Linked DNA regions of Gossypium hirsutum: region 2 is linked to region 1. A link is a contact called in public Hi-C data. All regions are on one chromosome and are shown on one strand. Each heading gives the region's core, a stretch centred on a gene start, on an enhancer-like site or on the middle of the called end of the contact. The rest is flanking DNA. Distances are from core to core; before and after follow the strand shown.

Region 1 (3,747 bases), core at 510-3,009:
GTTCACAAATTTATTTGATTTGGTGGCGCAACTGCTGCAAGGAAAGAAACTTGAATCTTATAGAGAGAATCAATGTCAGCAAAATTCCTTTTAACTTGACACAATTGGCAGATGATATATAAGGTCCGTTGAAAATTGCGACTGTAATACATTTTGTAAGCTTCAAATAGCTGATAACAATACATTAAATGACTTATTACCTATGACTAGTATTAGCAGTGTATAATAACATAATAATTGTGGTTAGCACAAAACACATGAAGAAAAGATAGCCAAGAGAAGTTTCATGTTAGACAAAATGGATGTCCCTTGCAGACAACCACTATTTCTCACAATGTAATCCTAGACAAGTGTGTCAGCTTTTATCAGCATGCAGGATCCCCAGAAACTATAAGAAAATGTTTAAATCATTTCAAAAAATCCAAAATTGAATTACTCACAGAAGCAAACCAAATGCAGTACTCTGATTAGATTTTCATCCTTCATATGCAAATGTTAACCACTTTATAAGTAACAATAACAAATAATATGAGCCAGAAAACAATCATCTCACAGGATGTAACTTTATGAAGCATGGACAGCCATGAAGGAAGTGCACAATATGGAGTGGACGGAGGACGAAGCTTTTGGTTAAGAAAATGGTTTTCTTGCATGAAATTGAATTTAGAGGACCAATGTCAATGGAAACAACAGACATGACTAGTATTAGAGCTTTTACCTGGAATATCTCCACCTTAAAAGAGAAAAGGTCTAAAGCTTTCAAAGCTTGGTTTGTTATGTGGTTTTGCACGATTAATATCAACCCCGTCAAAGTTTCTTTGCTAGTAATTAGACCAGCAATGAGCCGAATCCCACTGACTTTAACTACACCAGGCCCATAGAAAACTACCAGCGTCTGCTACGAAAAATGTCATTCATCAGATTGCAGATCACATTGATTAACGAATAAAGAATCACTTCTCAAGACAAAAGCAACAGAAATTAACAATCCATCACATCTTTTGACTTTTGGCATTCCCCTTATAAATCAATAAACGCAACTTTCTGCTGACTTAGCTCGGTTGGCATCTGTATTGGGTTCGAGGGGCTGGGGAAGAGTTATGGATAGTTCTAATAATCATTGTATAAAAAAAAAAAAAGAAAATAAACGAAGCATGTTCTTTTTTTCACCAAACGAAAATGATAGGGTTCAAAATTGATATAATCTAAACTCAAACTTTTCAGTGAGGAAAATTATATTAAACAATTTAAAGGAACATGCAATGAATGGATACTTATCTAATCATGCAACGTATACAAAAAACAGTAACCAGAACATAAAGCAAAGCCCAGAGAACAAAGAATACCCGCTTGGAAGAGTCAGTTTTATGAGTAACAGAGAGTTTGAGACGATCAAAATCAGGGCTTTGGCCGTGAATGGCACGAAATTCATGGAGAGAGAGGTCGATTTCAGTGTTGGGTACGGCATAGCCTCTGTCCCTAAGCATCTCCAGCACAGTTCTCCGGGACAGGTAGTATCGATGACTCTCGGTGCTACCATCGTCCACCAACCCACTCAAGCACTTCCCAAGAGCTTCCCCGTTTGACCCATCTCCTTCCAATCCAATCCCTTCCATTTTCGCTTTTACTTCAACCAGTCTACGAGTTCAATATTTACACGACTTAACGACGCTTCCGCTTCGTTTTCCTCGACCGTCTCAGTAGTCTTACTTTTGAAGGGGTGATTACAGTTGTAGTAGTCTTGTAGATGTCCTAATTTGGGCTTAAGATCTTGTCCAAGGCTTCAGCCCTTGATTTATACCCAAATCCATTAACTGCCGTTTGCCAAAACAACATATGATTGGATCAAATTGAGTGAAAAAAAAAGTTTTAAATTAATAAATTTTATAAATCAAATTTAATTTAAAATTTTTATTCAATAAAATTTGAGTTGAATTAGATTAATTATATTTGTTCAAATTAAATTAAAAAAAATAAATAGATAAAAAAATAATCATAAAAGTTTCCTTTTCCTCAACAATAAACTCTATATTAGATAAAAGATAATCTATTTACCGGTAAGAGTCATAATGATTTGCGCTCATTATATTTATCATATTAGGTAATACATGTTTGTAACATACTTTTAATCATGACTAAATTAGGCATTTATGTTGGTTTTTTTTAAATTAGGCTTATAAGTTTTTTAAAATTTAAGGAAATAGGTCGTTTTTTTCCTTTTCTCTCTATCAGGGTTAAGATTTTTTATATTTTGATATTTAGGGTTTTTTAAAAGAGTTTAGGGTTTTCAACTAAAACCGGGGAATTTCAGAGGTAATTTTGAGGAGTCGGGGATATGATAATGTGCCTCATAACACATACATTTCATATGTCGTGGCGGGATAGAATTATCACCTTAAAAACCTATTTTGGAGAAATCTAGTTTCAGAGTGATTGTGCTTGATAAGATCAGGGGTCAAAGTCTAAGTGGAGGTCCCAATCGGAGATCGTAATGCGATCATGGGTTCGAGTATAAACCGAGGGCCAATAACTGGTCGTTATGCGGTCACGAGTTCAAGCTTTTAGATAACCCACAAATGATGCCTTATATATCATACATAAGATTGAGGTCATAATTAGAGGTGCTCATGGGCTGGGCCCAGAAAAAATTTTAGCTCACATCCTAGGCCGGGCCCAGCCCAAAATATGGGCCTGAGATTTTGTCTATTCCCAGCCTGGGAAAAAATTTCTAAGCCCGAGCTTGGCCCGGCCCATTTTTTTAATAAAACACTTAAATTTTATTTTAAAAATATTTTAAAATTAAAAAAATTAAAAAAATATATTTATTATATTCGTGCCGGGCCCAAGCCCGGGCAAAAAAAGTGGTGCCCGAGGCCCGGCCTATTTTCTAAATGGGCCTCATTTTTTGCCCAAGCCCATATTTCGGGCTTATATTTTTACCCAAACCCTCCCATATTTCGAGTGGACCGTCAGGCCGAGCCGGGCCACCCGGCCCATGAGCACCTCTAGTCATAATCATAGGGGAAAATGGAGGGATTTCCGATGTAATCAATGTAATTTTTTTTCTCTATTTCCACGCAACCAGCATTGTAAGAGCCCATTTTTGCTCGGGCCCGCAACCAATAAACCCAAATAATAAAAACCCAAAATTAAACAGTCCAAAATTACAGTCCAAAATGAAAGGCCCAAACAACAGCACTAGCCCAACTAAACCTGAACCCTAAGGGCCCAATAGCCCACGACTAATTTTCAGCAAAAGGGAGGGGCAGAAACCCTAAGGCGCGCCGCACGCCGCTTCACCTCCTCCCGCATGCCCACCGCAGCTGATCGCCAATCGCTGGCCCTCCACGCGTGTCAGACCACCTGCAAGAAACAAGACAGAAACCAACAAATAGCAAAAAAAAAAAACAAATAGGAAAACAACAAACGAAACAGAGATGAAGAGTTTGTAATTTGGCTATAAAAGCCACAAGCAATTTCTTGTAGTTTTTTCTGGACACTCTTACAAACATTGAAAATAAAAAACCAAAACATTGTCCTCTGTGTTCTTGTCTAATTTATTTATTTATTTTTTCATATTTTTTCTTTTACAAATCTTTTTTTAAATATTAATAAAAAGAAAAAAGGAAAGGGAAAGGGGAATACCGGAGGTCGCCCGCAAAGCCCGTCGCCGGAGCCTTGTTCGGTCGCCGAAATCGGGACGGGACAGGGCATGGCTTCTTCTTCTCCTTTCGGCCTTGAAGCCTA
Region 2 (3,747 bases), core at 615-3,114, 160 kb after region 1:
ATCACCTATTCCTCTACTGCATCTTTGCTTTTTTTCTTCTTTTTTTTCTTTTCACTTTTATCATCCCCTGCACCATTAACAGCAACAGGAGTCTCCTCGCTCTCCTTGCTCTTCTTCTTCTTCTTCTTCTCAGACTTCTCTGTATCTGGTGAAGAAGCTTCAACCTTATCCTTGTTCTTCTTCTTTTTTTCCTTCTCAACCTCTTCAGTTTCAGCATCATCATCCTCTTCACTCTTCTTATGTTTCTTCTTCTTTTTCTCTTTCTTCTCAACTTCAGCTTCACCTTCCTCAACCTTAGCTTTCTTACCAACAACCGGAGCAGGGCTATCACTGCTGTCATCCAATTTGCGCTTGCGCCCCTCTCCATCTTCCTTTTCCTTTTCCACCGCCGCAGGTTCAGCAGAAGCTGCTAGGCTGGCAACCATAGAATCCCCACCAGTTGGCAACGCGACATTTCTTAACCACTCTTTAGGAGTGCTGTCATTTGGCTTTCCATGCTTATCCAATTTGCCTTCTGCAATCAATTTCTTCTTCATGGATGCAGTTGGCCCCAAGCCCCACTTCCTCGGATAAGTATCCCTGTCCATAACTACCCTCTTAATCTTTGCCACCACACCATGATCACAAGTAGCCATAACCGCAGTGGTCATTTCAGCAATTCCCAGAGCAATTGCCTCTCCTTTTGTCGTCATTAACACAACTTCCTCCCCAACCTCAATGTCATTCTCAAACCTCAGTAATCCAGGAATCATCAACTTCGCCCCATAACAAATAGCATTAACAGCAGAGTCCTTCACAACCAGCCTCTTATAACTAGTCAAAAGGACTTCAAGAGGCATAATCACCCTCCTCAAATAAGTCTCATCTCTATAATTATCATAAACCCATTGAGCATCCATAACATCATGCATGGTCACCATATTATCTTTCTCACCTAAAATCCCAGACCTAACCCTCCTAAGTTCCTGCATATGCCCACCAACCCCAAGAATTAATCCCAAATGAACACACATAGTCCTAACATAAGTACCCGCCTCGCAAGAAATCCAGAAAACAACCAAATGCCTATCCACATCATACTCAAGAAGCTTACTTTCGTAAATAGTTCGAATCCTAAGCTGTCTTTTAACGGCCGAAATCAAGGGCGGCCTCTGAAAAACAGCTCCAGTCAAACTTTCAAGAGCCCTAGCAACCTTGGCCACGTCGGGCACTTTGGAATGCAAGCGAGCAACACAGACATACTCTTTGCCTGCACCCTGCTGGGATTTAACAAGCCGAGTGGCTCTATCGATGCATACAATAAGATTCCCAGTGACTTTGGGGTCCAAAGTTCCACTATGGCCAGTCTTTTCGACCCGCAAAATACGCTTAATCCAAGCAACCACTTCATGAGAGGAAGGGTTAGAAGGTTTATCAAGGTTCAAAATACCGTACCTGATGTACTCAGCAAGGGGACGCTTGAGGGGAGAGAAACCGGAGGGAAGAGGAGTGTAGTGGCCAGTTCGAACGTTGAGGCGGTCGTAATTTTTTAGAAGGATAGGCCACTGGGAAGTGTCGATGGAAGGAGTGGTGGTCTGGGGTTTGATCATGAAATCTTGGTCGGACTCTTTGGCGTCAGCATCAGCCGCGGTTTTTTTCTTGTGCTTTTTCTTTTCTGAGCGAGAGAGCTCAACCTCAGACATGGTTGCCTTAGTGTGTGTGTGTGAATGCGTATTAGGGTTTTTGAGTGGGTTTTAGGGAGGGTGAAGGAGAGAGGAAGTGACGGTAAGGAAGGAGAAAGGAAATGGAAAGGATTTATAGGGTTAGGGTTTTGGAGGTTTTAATTATGGGCTGGGCTGCTGCCATTTCTACTACTCCTACATTTCCTTTTTCTTTTTCTTTTTCACTCTCTATATTTAAAATAAATCTATAAACTACACTAGATTATAGGTGAGTGAAAAAAAAAATATTTTAAAATTTATTTAATAATGACTATTAGTGTAAAGATAAAAAAAATGTTTAAACTTGTGTTAAATGAATATGTTAATTTTAATTTTTTATTTAAAATTTATATAAAAATATGTAAAGATAAATTTGTCATTGCAATACTAGAAAGAGTGTATTAGTTTACAACAAGTATAGCTATATAACAAGTAATAAAAATGTCAATTAAATCTTAGTTCGACTGGTATGGGTATTGTTTGTTGCCAATAAACAAGGACATGGGTTCGAGTGTACTAAAGTGCATTATCCTCCTATTTACAGATTGAGAAGAGGCTATGAGATCAAAAACGGACCACCAAAATCCAATGTTCATATTTAAGTTATTATAGCTCAGAAAACATATATGAACCTTTAGACAAAAAAACTTTTGATGACTTTAATGTATAAAAATTTTGTTTCATATTGTAAATATTTTTATTTGATTAATAAAATACTTACTTCAATTTTGTTCAGGGTGAAAGTGAGAAAGAGATGTAAGACAAGACAATGACTGTGAACTGGAGTTTGGCCATGTTTCCATGAGAACTAGAGGAAGAGGTGAGTTTGGTGTTTTTTTTTTTGTTCCTGTTGACTATATTCTAAGTTAAGCTTTCATAATTCATTGAAAAATTAATATGTGTAGTGATTTAGTTTTTTTAATCATCTAATGTGGAACTTTTCTTTTATTCTTTTAAAATTTTAAAATTATTATTTTTCTAGTTACATTCTACTTTATTTTTGGGTTTATGGAAGTGTGATTGGTTGACTTGGTCTGATTGGACCACATTTGTTAGATTAGTTTTGTGTTTGTCTCCACGGATTGACTGAGCCCTTCTTTTCATTTTTCCACTACCGCTTTGCAAACAAACTGAAGATAACAGCCGTGGAACTCATTTGAAAAATAAGATTCCATTATGTTTACTCCTAACAGAGTTAAAAGGTATACCACATTTTAATTTAAGATTAAATTGTGATTATTAAATTTAACAAAATTAAAACGAAAATGCTAGAATTTAATTTTAAAATCTTTTAAATCAAAATTTAGGAAGAAAAAACTGAAATTATTTAGTGATTTGGTTAATGAGTTTTTAATTATTACATAAATAAATTAATATCTTTAATATATTAAAGCTTTTTTTTATGAAATTAGTTTAGTATTTTGCTTTTTTGAATATTGAATTTAAGAGACAAATTTTGTAAACATTAAAGGTTAAATTTGTTAAATTTTTTATATTTAGGATCAAAACGATAGAATATGTAAATATTAAATGATTAAATTTTTTACTAGACCAATAAAAAAATTCATGTCAACTTTTTGTCACTCGGCAACTAATGAAAGATTGACTAAAATATTTAATTTCGAAAAGTTTAATGGTTAAATCGAAAAATTTAATAGTTGAGTGACCAAATAGAACAAAATCGATAGTTTAGTGACCATTTCTAAATTTTACCTATTTATTTTTTATGTGTTATAAACTATATGTAAATTTAATAAATTAGACGCTAAAGAAAGGAAAAAAAAAAGGTCATGGAAGTCACGAATTTCGTCTGAAGAGACAGAGCATACGGAGAGAAACAGTAAAAAGATGAATGGTAAAGGTAATGGTAATGGTAATGGCTTTGCCCAGACTCTCTTATTCAGTGGCCTATGCTTCCAAAAATGATCATGGCTTCAACTTCAATTGAGGAGATTCTAAAATGGAAGATCATTCCTTAGAGCAACGGGGTACTCCGGTTGTGCGAATCAATTAAGTGTAGAATCAACAACTGAGGCAACCTTTGGCG

Evidence for each region. Hi-C and Micro-C count contacts between places; a contact is called where the count stands out from the background.
Region 2: a contact with region 1 is called in a Hi-C map of hypocotyl, with 2.2 times the contacts expected there. The contact joins the promoter of LOC107891348 here to the promoter of LOC107891355 in region 1. A contact is called at or near these places in 6 of 34 Hi-C or Micro-C datasets (hypocotyl, leaf and seedling).

The regions. Positions count from the first base shown.
Region 1 is chrD09:41,069,899-41,073,645 of Gossypium_hirsutum_v2.1, forward strand. It overlaps LOC107891355 (DNA-directed RNA polymerase V subunit 5A), which reads right to left and starts at 1,760. Exons shown (of 4, transcript XM_041100683.1): 1 at 1,347-1,760; 2 at 719-898. The coding sequence starts at 1,616. LOC107891354 (a long non-coding RNA gene) reads right to left here. Exons shown (of 2, transcript XR_001682197.2): 1 at 3,646-3,747; 2 at 3,046-3,363.
Region 2 is chrD09:41,231,847-41,235,593 of Gossypium_hirsutum_v2.1, forward strand. LOC107891348 (H/ACA ribonucleoprotein complex subunit 4) reads right to left here and starts at 1,865. Exons shown (of 1, transcript XM_016816108.2): 1 at 1-1,865. The coding sequence starts at 1,682. The coding sequence ends at 6.